Regions from separate parts of the Sus scrofa genome. Here all the other regions are linked to region 3. Evidence: chromatin contacts called from public HiChIP or PLAC-seq data. All regions are on one chromosome and are shown on one strand. The core of a region is the stretch at or near the end of the contact, and the rest is flanking DNA. Distances in the headings are between cores, read along the strand shown.

What was found. HiChIP or PLAC-seq counts read pairs in DNA pulled down with a chosen protein or histone mark.
Region 1: an H3K27ac HiChIP or PLAC-seq map of alveolar macrophages shows a contact between it and region 3. The contact joins two enhancer-like sites. A contact is called at or near these places in 1 of 47 Hi-C or Micro-C datasets (skeletal muscle) and 2 of 2 datasets of contacts at active chromatin or transcription factors (alveolar macrophages and skeletal muscle).
Region 2: a contact with region 3 is called in an H3K27ac HiChIP or PLAC-seq map of alveolar macrophages. The contact joins two enhancer-like sites. A contact is called at or near these places in 2 of 2 datasets of contacts at active chromatin or transcription factors (alveolar macrophages and skeletal muscle).

Annotation. Positions count from the first base shown.
Region 1 is chr1:5,101,834-5,104,879 of Sscrofa11.1, forward strand. All of the region lies in intron 4 of PACRG (parkin coregulated gene protein), which reads right to left. Among named protein-coding and RNA genes, the nearest start is that of QKI, 220 kb to the left of the region's middle. Within about 2 kb of position 1,403, at least 8 of the 83 cell types and tissues checked have an H3K27ac peak or open chromatin away from gene starts, as enhancers often do. A contact at or near this core is called in alveolar macrophages and skeletal muscle, where this site is marked.
Region 2 is chr1:4,786,931-4,789,920 of Sscrofa11.1, forward strand. The region is part of intron 3 of QKI (QKI, KH domain containing RNA binding); the gene reads right to left. Among named protein-coding and RNA genes, the nearest start is that of QKI, 95 kb to the right of the region's middle. Within about 2 kb of position 1,686, at least 2 of the 83 cell types and tissues checked have an H3K27ac peak or open chromatin away from gene starts, as enhancers often do. A contact at or near this core is called in alveolar macrophages, where this site is marked.
Region 3 is chr1:4,948,595-4,951,772 of Sscrofa11.1, forward strand. LOC110259878 (a long non-coding RNA gene) reads left to right here. Exons shown (of 2, transcript XR_002342280.1): 2 at 1,096-1,680. Among named protein-coding and RNA genes, the nearest start is that of QKI, 67 kb to the left of the region's middle. Within about 2 kb of position 1,302, at least 28 of the 83 cell types and tissues checked have an H3K27ac peak or open chromatin away from gene starts, as enhancers often do. A contact at or near this core is called in alveolar macrophages and skeletal muscle, where this site is marked.

The sequences.
Region 1 (3,046 bases), core at 153-2,652, 150 kb after region 3:
GAGTATTTTAAAATCTAGTTGGCAAACCAATCTCTCTGTATTAGGGATTAGGACTTGAAGTCAAGGGGTCTAGAATCTTCCAGAGATTGCATAGCTCTGTGCTAGAAGTGTGCCCTGAACCCAGGTCTCCTGACACCCAGTAAAGCTCCCTTGCATGCGTTTCAGGATCCAGTCAAAGTGAAGGAAGCAAGAAAGTGTATTGATCAATGCAAGCAGCATTCTTTTTCCCAGGGAAAAGATCCTTGGGAGTTTCTCAGACTGTGTGTGTCTGTGTGTGTGTGTCTGTGTGTGTGTGTACTAATAAAAATCATTCAATGACCTGGGTCAAAGAGGCTTTCTCTGGGCTAAATTGCTATTTACCCTGATGCCAAAGCAAAATATAGTTTCTGCAATTAAAATAACTGAAGTGAAAAAAAAAATCCAGTTATCCTTATTGTATTTTTGGGAACATTCATTTAGAGAATTGCATGTGAAGTTAAGGCCAGTTTACTTAGGTTGAGGGGGTGGAAACCTCTGGAGCGGACCAAGGTAGGGTAACTGCAAATTTCTAATGCTGGCTTCAAATTTTAGACATTAAAAAGCACTTTGCAAGTTTTAAGTATATACCAAGAGGCATAAGGCCTTGTTCTAAAGTAACAATTGTGGCTTAATAAAATGTAGACGCTGAGGGCTTCCTGGGATTCTAATGAAAGATCTTCCTATGTTTGGAAGACACTTCTGTAATTTGCATATTTACTGCGGCCCTTGCTGAGATGACGAAGGACAAACAGGGTCCTTGGTCCATTAACTTTGTGTATCGAGTCCATGGCCTTCTTACATGTCTCTGTATAAAAATACATCCGTGGTAGAGTCTGTGATGGAAAATGCCCCTTCCCACCCCCAGTGCTCACAGCGGAGAGCTGGAGATTCCACACTCTCAGGCCAACTGGGCCGACTGAGGTCAACCTTTAATTCAGGGCTCCTGCCCCGAGGGCTCATGTTACCCCAAGGAAGGAAACAGTTCTTTTTTAATCTGTTAGTCTTTCTCCTCTTGCCCCCGCACCCCTCCCTTTCCTTTCATTACCTTGTCACTATCCAACGGCTGCAACCCACCAGTACAGACTTAGAAATTGTGAGAATTTGGGGAGGATTAATTTTGAACCCTTTTGCACCTGTGAAAAAGCTGTAATTATTGTGGTATTATTGATACATCATTGGGACTAGATAAGATCCTGTGCTTTACAGCAGATTGGCTGAGACTGGAGTCCCACCTCTGATACTATGTGATCTTGGGCAAATTGCTTCGCCTCTCTGAGCCTCAGTTTTCTCATCTGTAAATTGGGAACAACAGCATTAACTCCCTCATCTAGCGGTGAAGCTAAAATGAGCCAGAGGAGATACATTGCTTGGTACACATGCTGGCACTTGGTCAGCATCCAGTTAATGCTACTTTTAGCCGCTGGCGACTTCCTCCTGGGAAGTTCCTCCTTTTGACTGACGTGTTTTCTCTCATCTTGACTACTGAGTCATAAGCTTGTTTCTATTTCTTCACAACTCTTCCCAGTCATTTTACATTACTGCCACCACTTCTTCAGTAGTATACTCTGTCACCGAATGGATTCTTAATGTAGCCACCACCGTGGTCTGCTTTGCTTTTAAAATTATGACTGAACCTGCATTTTTGATCTTTCAAAATATAAAACCCAAATTAAATTAGCTATATTATAACTAGTTGATGCAGAAGTCTTTATGCTCTTGTTTCATAGAAAAGCAAGCCTAATAATTTCTGAGAACACTGTTATAATCTAACACCTGGTGAAATCCTTCCACTTTTATAGTTCATTTGATGAGCGGATATTTAGGAGCCATGTCATAAAGCAATATGGAGATTTCCAGGTAGGTGTAGGTGACAGATTAAAAGGGATAGGAGACTAAGAGAAGGAATAGAAGGAAAAGTCAAAGTTGCAAAAGAGGTGGAACTGGACCCTCCCTAGAGAAGACCATAGAAGAGTCTTGAGCTGGTTTGGGAAAGGTGGCGCCAGGTGGGGCGTAATGAGTCTGGCCAGGCAATGCCTGGGGACAGAGGACAAAGGCACACACAAGGTGGAGTCTATGCTATTCAGCCTGATGCAAGGCTCTTTTCCAGTTATCAGGTACTAGAATAAAAGATGAGCTGTCCCTGTGATAGCAGCTTATGCTAGGCAATAGAGCAAGGTTTATCCTGAGGGATGGGTGAGGTGGGTCCTGACACCAGTGGGAGGAGAGGATTCTGGGTCATTACCCAGAATCGATGATCACCCTCTAGTGGCTTTTGGAGAAAACTGCAGGTGCATGGCCTTGGGTGTAAAGACCTCCAATAGGATGTGCGGGAATTTCTTCCCTGGGGTTCACAAATGCAGCCACCTCTGCCTGTATGATAACCTCATTTCCCCCAGGCTGAAGAAGAGGATTCCTTTTCTTCTCTAGATGAGATTCATCAACATCAAATGGAATCCATGCACTGTGGTTAGTTTTTATCTTAACAGACTAGAATGCAGTGTATCCAGATCATGCATGTTTTTATTAATTAAAAAAGTAAACTAGAATTAATATCTCATTCATAATCAATACTGCTTCACATTTTGTTTTGGTCATGACATTTGGTCAAAAATGTTCAACAGAGGAACCAGAGAAAAATTAGTAACTCATAACAAAATTAGGACCACATAGATCTCTCTACCCTTCTGGATTTCAAAACAAGGAGGAAATAACCACACATACAATTGAATTGTATTAGTTTTAGTCCTGGCAGCTGTTATTCAAATATCATCATCCTTTGCAAATGGCAAAATCAGTGCCTTAACTTTGCAAACTTTCAGACTTCAGGCTGAACTATATTTTGTGTTAGAATATGATGGCCACAACCACCAGTACCCCACCAAAAGCTAAAGGGAAAACACAGTCATAAACATTTAACACTTCAAAAATTCTCATTTAAAAATATTCAGGTAGGTGGCCAGGGAACAAAAGTTAGAACTTGAAATGGATCTGGTTGTTCTTTTTGCAAAGGTGGTCTTTCTTTTCATTC
Region 2 (2,990 bases), core at 436-2,935, 160 kb before region 3:
GCCACAATGGAAACTCCTCAAAATACAATTTTTAGGAAGAGAAAGAAGCTTAATTAAGGTCTATCTGTAATCTCTGGGGTTCTAGACTGGAGGAGAGCTCAGCTCATCAAAGGAATGCACTACCTTTCACATAGGGCTGGATTTGAAACACTATATAAAGGAGGACTACTACAGTTTCCCGGAAAGGAATAAACTATGATTATTTCCATGAGCTCTACACAAAAGAGACTAAAAGTAGTAAAAAGAACTGATAAAAAATTAATGAAATTGAAGACAAAATTCAAATACCACCTCTTCCATAATATTTTCTGAAGCCATTCCCGCTATTTCCCCCCTTTGCTTCTTTTCATAGAATTTTACGGCTTTGTAAGAATACTTAATTCTGTAATACAGCATACTGCATCTGGTATACACAATAATAATAAGCCTCTAGAAAGCAAGACATTTCGTTTTTCTGAATTACTCGTTTTTGAATTTAAAATGCCTGAGTAAGAGTTTGGCACGTAACCAGTAGCTTAATATTTTTTTTGTTCTCCCGCCCTGCACAGATCTGGACTTGCACTTCTTTATCATATTTTCATTGGTGTCTCCTGAATATTTAGCCATGTATTTGTCTTTCTTATGTGTATATAGTCTATAAACGAAAATGATGTGTCATAAATAAACGTACTACTACTTTACTTATATGCATGCTACCATAATAAACACAACAGTCATCCAAAAGGCATTATTAAATTCATAGTAGGCATTTGAAAAAATCATTATGCATTTTCTTCACTCAGTATATGCTCAACTATCATCCTTACATATTAGAAACCATTTCCTTAACATATCTGGCAAAATGTTTTGTATATAGTAAGCACTGCAGAAATATCTGGAGTTAAATTTTCCTTACTCTCCAAAAGTGAGAGGGTACATAAAACAGTGAGGAAAGAACACAAACTCGAATGCCAGCCCTATTTCAGTTACCGCAGTTAATAACCCTGAGTAGCTCACTCATATATTCACTTATTTATTCCATAAATATTTACTGAGTTTTTCCACTACTTGGAAGATACTCTGCTGGCAAACAAGGTCTAGGACAGTAAATGGACAAACATGCAAGGCTTGAAAAGCTTACAGGCTAGTGAGGAAGACAGACACCAAAGTTCAATGTCTAAAAAAGTACAGACTAAGCTTGACTGATCTAGGTTACATGGTAAAATAAATTATCTCATGAAATTTGATTTCCTCATTTGTAAAGGTTATAGGGTTGCAAGGATTACTTTTTTAAAAAAAAATTATTTCCCATCACGTTCTATCCCAGGAGATTGACCATAGGTTCCTGTGCTATACAGTAGGACCTTATTTATTAAGCCCAAACTCCCAGCCCATTTCCCTACTTCCCCCATTCCCCTTGGCAACCACAAGTCTGTTCTCGGTCTGTGAGTCTGTTTTCTGTTTTGTAGATGGGTTCGTTTGTGTCATATTTTAGATTCCACATATAAGTGATATCATATGGTATCTGTCCTCTTTCTGATTTACTTTATTTAGTATGATAATCTCTAGTTAGGGTTGCAAGGATTAAATGAAAGAAAGGATGTTTAAGACAGTGACTAGCTTAGAGTACCTAATACTTTCACTGTGTAACTCCTACTATTCCTACTTGTTTCCTAGGTCTTCTTAAAAGATGGCTTTCCAGCTAATAGGGATTTCCCTTAATTCTACTGCAGGACTTCCTAATATTATGTTAACATAACCAACCATTAGGGAAGTCATAGTTCCTCAATTACAAAGCCTCAAAATTTAAAAAGTATTAGTAACAAAAATAAACAAACTAGGAATTAATCAATGATTCCTCTAGATTAAAAAATATAGGTACTCACCCCCAAATACCTGAGGCAGTGACTATCAACCTTGAAAAGCTTTAGAATTAAAATGCTAAAAGTAAATAAAATCCATGGCAAACAGTCTTTGTGTGTTTATCTAAAATATCTGTAACATTTAAAATTACTTGGCATATTTAAGTATCTTAAAGATTAGTCCTCTTATTACAACAACAACAACAACAACAACAAAAAAGGAGATACGAATCCACTACATACCCCAGAAATTACAGCATGGATGCCTTGCAAACATGTGCTTGCTTTTTTTTTTTTTGGTCCTTTTAGAGCCGCACCAATGGCATATAGAGGTTCCCAGGCTAGGGGTCGAATCAGAACTGCAGCTGCCAGCCTACACCACAGACACAGCCATGCCAGATCCAAGCCATGTCTGTGACCTACACCACAGCTCATGGCAACACTGGATACTTAACCCACTGAGCAAGGCCAGGGATCAAACCTGTGTCCTCATGGATACTGGTCAGATTTGTTTCTGTGGAGCCATGATGGGAACTCCAAACATGTGCATTTTTTAAAAACTATACAAATAGTACTAGTGCACAGACAGGTAGTAGTAGGTCTAATCACTATGAATAGCAAATCTCTGTACTTCACGGCTAGTAGTCTGGGTGACACATGTCTGATGATGATCAAAAATATCACACTAAACTGTCCAAACTGTTAATGGACTATGAGCAGAGTTCTTTTTCTAATATTCCCAAAGTGTTAATACATATTTCACATATCCATACTCCTCAATGGACAAAAAGCAAGGATAATTTTACTTAACTGGAAAAATAAAGTGAATCTAGGGTTTCAGGTTTTCCTATATTATATTACCTATCAATCAAAACCTATAAAAAAGAAATTTTTTCTTCTAATATTTTATTAAAATTTGGCTAACAAGATATAACTATAAAAAGTGTTACCTTTCAAACAACCCTTCAGTATAAACTGATTAGCAAAACATAACCATAAAAGTGATACTTAATGAACAGTGTATTTTGTAATACGATTTTCCTTTTCCCTTATATATATACTGAATTATTTGACTTCCTGTGGCTACTTCTGAAATATAACCAACCCAGAGTAAGACTGACATATACAAAGATGCTAATAAATTTAAAA
Region 3 (3,178 bases), core at 52-2,551:
GGGACTCGGAGCGACACAGTTAGCTCAGAATGTGCTCTACTCTGAGGGCTGGCACGGGGGAGGGAGGGGAGGGCCTGTGCTGGCTTCGGTGGGCAGCGGAGGAGGCGGGGAGCCCAGGTGGGGGCCCTGGCTGGAGGGCCTGGTCCCTGCAGAGGGTGGTACCACGGGCACTGGGGAGGGGCCCTTGCCTCCCCCTCCTTTGCCTCTTCTCCCCGCCCCTTTCCTCTCTCGCTGGGGTCTCCCCTCCACGTGCCTCCCTCCCCTGCCGCTTCCCAGGCAGGTGACAGGGCCGCTGCCTTCACCCGCCCCCTGGAGGGACGCACAGAGGAGCTGGGAAGGGGGCCGCCTGCCGGACCAGCTTGAAGAGAAGCAGATGCAGCGCCTGGCTCGGGGGAGGTGGCCGAAGGACATGACCTTCCTCCCGGCCTTTCTTTTGGGAAAGGAAGTCTTCGGACGTTTGTAGCAACTGAATCAATCTTGTCACTTTGATAAGCAGGGTCCCGGTGCGGAGAAAGCTCCACACTTCCTCCGATTGTTCCAGTTTATTGAATTTCAGCGTGTGGGACATGATAGGCCCGTTCCTGGGGAGCGCGGGAGGAAGCGGGGGCGGCCGGGGCTTCCGCGGGGCGCCCGGGGAGCAGCGCGGCCCGGGTTATTCTTGGAAGTTATTTTGATCTCCTGGCCCCGACGGCTCAGGTTTCTGGCCGGGCCTCTGGGCCACGTAACGGGAGGATGAGGCGCTTCATTATAAGAATAGCCTCGGCGGCTCTTTGAGGGCACCGGGACCACGCTGGCTCAGCGGCGGGCCTCGGGGAGCAGTGAGGGCCGCTGCCGGAGGCTCCCGGGAGCGCAGCCTCTTCCCCGCGCTGCTGGGGAGCAGAGGTGACTCAAGAGGAGCCTGACTCATGAGCTCCCCGGACAGGAAGGCCGGGCAGGCAGTGTAACGAAGAAAGTTCTGGTCCAAGCTGTTTATAAAATGGAACCTCTTGCCCTTGAAATAGAAGCTCCTGAACCGGTGAGGGCGGGCGCCCCCCACCCGGGCCCCAGGCTTTGCTATTTTAACTTCTGCGTTTAAGTCCTTTCTTCTTATTATAGATGTTGCATCACCTCCCTTTGGCTGCAGCACTGAAGTACCACGACCGGGGTGCTTAAACAACACAATTTGCTTTCTCGGGGTGCTGCGCGCAGAAGTTGGAGACACGGTGCGGGCTGCGCTGCTTCCCGCTGAGGCCGCGCTCTCCCAGTCCCCCCCTGGCTTGTGAGATGACGGCTTCAATCTCCGCCTTCATCGGAGCTGGCATGCTCCGCGTGTGTTCACATTTCCCCTTTTTATGAGGACAGCAGGGATACCGGCTCAGGGCCAGGCTACTCCAGGATGACTCATCTTAACTGATTACATGGGCAAGGACCCTATTTCCCAATAAAGTCACAGTGAATTTTGGGGGGGAACACAATTCAACCCACAATAGATGGAGTGGTACATATGCATGGTGCAAATCTAGAAAATAGAAGCAAGCACAAAAGAAGAAGAAACCCTTTTATCACTGAGTGATCCTGGCTGTGAATATCTTAGAGGCCCGAAAAAAAAAATCTTAAAATTAGACAAAATGAGTGTATTGTTTCATATCTTTATTCAATGATCTCTACCTTTCTACTTCACTAAATTTCTTCTCATCAATAGTCTATGTTCAAAATGTGTGTTATTTACCGTAATTTTGTGCAAATCAATAACAAATCCATGGCCATTCGTTTTCACAGGTGGTCATGTTCCTTAAGTCTCTTTAATTCATAACTGTCCTTTTTTTAGGGTATCAACTTATTTTGGGCCAATTACACTGTGCGACACCTCACCTCCTGGATTTGTCCCATTGCTTCTTTGTGACATTGTTTAGTTCGTCCTTCTGTCCCCTGTGTTGCCTGTAAAGTGGGGCTGTAGAGCCTCTGACGAGGTCAAGCTAAGCATTTTTGGATAGAAAGCATTGAAGGCACTTCTAAGTGCCCCCCAGCAGAAGACATGGAACATCTGGTGCACCCAGGGCAGGCCTTGCCGGGCATGGGGATGGTGCCTTGAGGGGGGGTGTCCTGCATTGGGTGCGAAGTGACACTTGGTGATTGTGAATGCTCCTGGCAGCCCTGAGGTTTATGCTAGTTGAAGGTTTCTGATAGTTGAGACATGAACGCTCTCTTTTCTGGTGACAGCTGGCACTGGGAGAGGAAGTGTGGCAGGGCCTGCAGTGCCACCCGCATCAGGGCCCTTTGGAGACCTCACCAGTCTCAAGATTCTCAGTTCTAAGAAGTCCCGCCCTTGGGTTCCGACACTGAGTCCACTAATGTTTTCCCACCAGACCTGGGCCTCGTGACGGTCCACGCCCCACACTGCGGTGTTGCAGGACGTGGCTGGATCCCCGTCTCCCTCCCAGAACTTTTCCAGGAAGGACCATAGCCCTTTCTCTCCAGCATGCTACAGGGTTTTTGTTTTTGTTCCGCAAAGAGAAGCAGTTTACAGAGAAACACACAGACTTTATGTGTAAATTTGCTCATCTTTTGACGAATTCATACACTCGTATAACCCAAACCTCCATCAAGATACAGAAAATTCCCATCACCCGCAAAGTTCCTGCAGGCCCTTCCCAGTTAATCCCGGCGTGGCCAGAGCTGACCACAGTTTCCGCTTCTCCCACAGTGGATCACTTTGCCTGTTCTTCGTGTACACGGCATCTACAGCACCAAGATGGGCTTCCTCCTCGGCCTTGCAGGTGTCAGCACCTCACTGCCTCCTCCCTGCCGTGTTGTGCGATCACGCCGCACATTGCTCATCCAGTCTCCTGTGGAGGGACACGTGGGCCGTTTCCAGGTCTCAGCTGTTATCAATAAAGCTTCATGAATCATCACATACAAATAATTGTGTGCACTAATGTTTTCACGTCTCTTGGGTAAATATCCAAGAGTGAAATTAGCGGGTCAGTAAAAGAGGGCGTAGCATTTCCCTTCCTATCGATAGTGAAACGGAGTTCTGGTGTCGTCAGCCTATTTATTTTTTGCCATTCTGCTGGCTGCGTAGTGCTGTTTCAGTGTGGCTCTAATTTTTTTATTTTTCGGCTACATCTGAGGCGTACACAAGGTCCTGGGCCAGGGATCGAATACAAGCCACAGCTGCAACCTACGCCACAGCCACGGC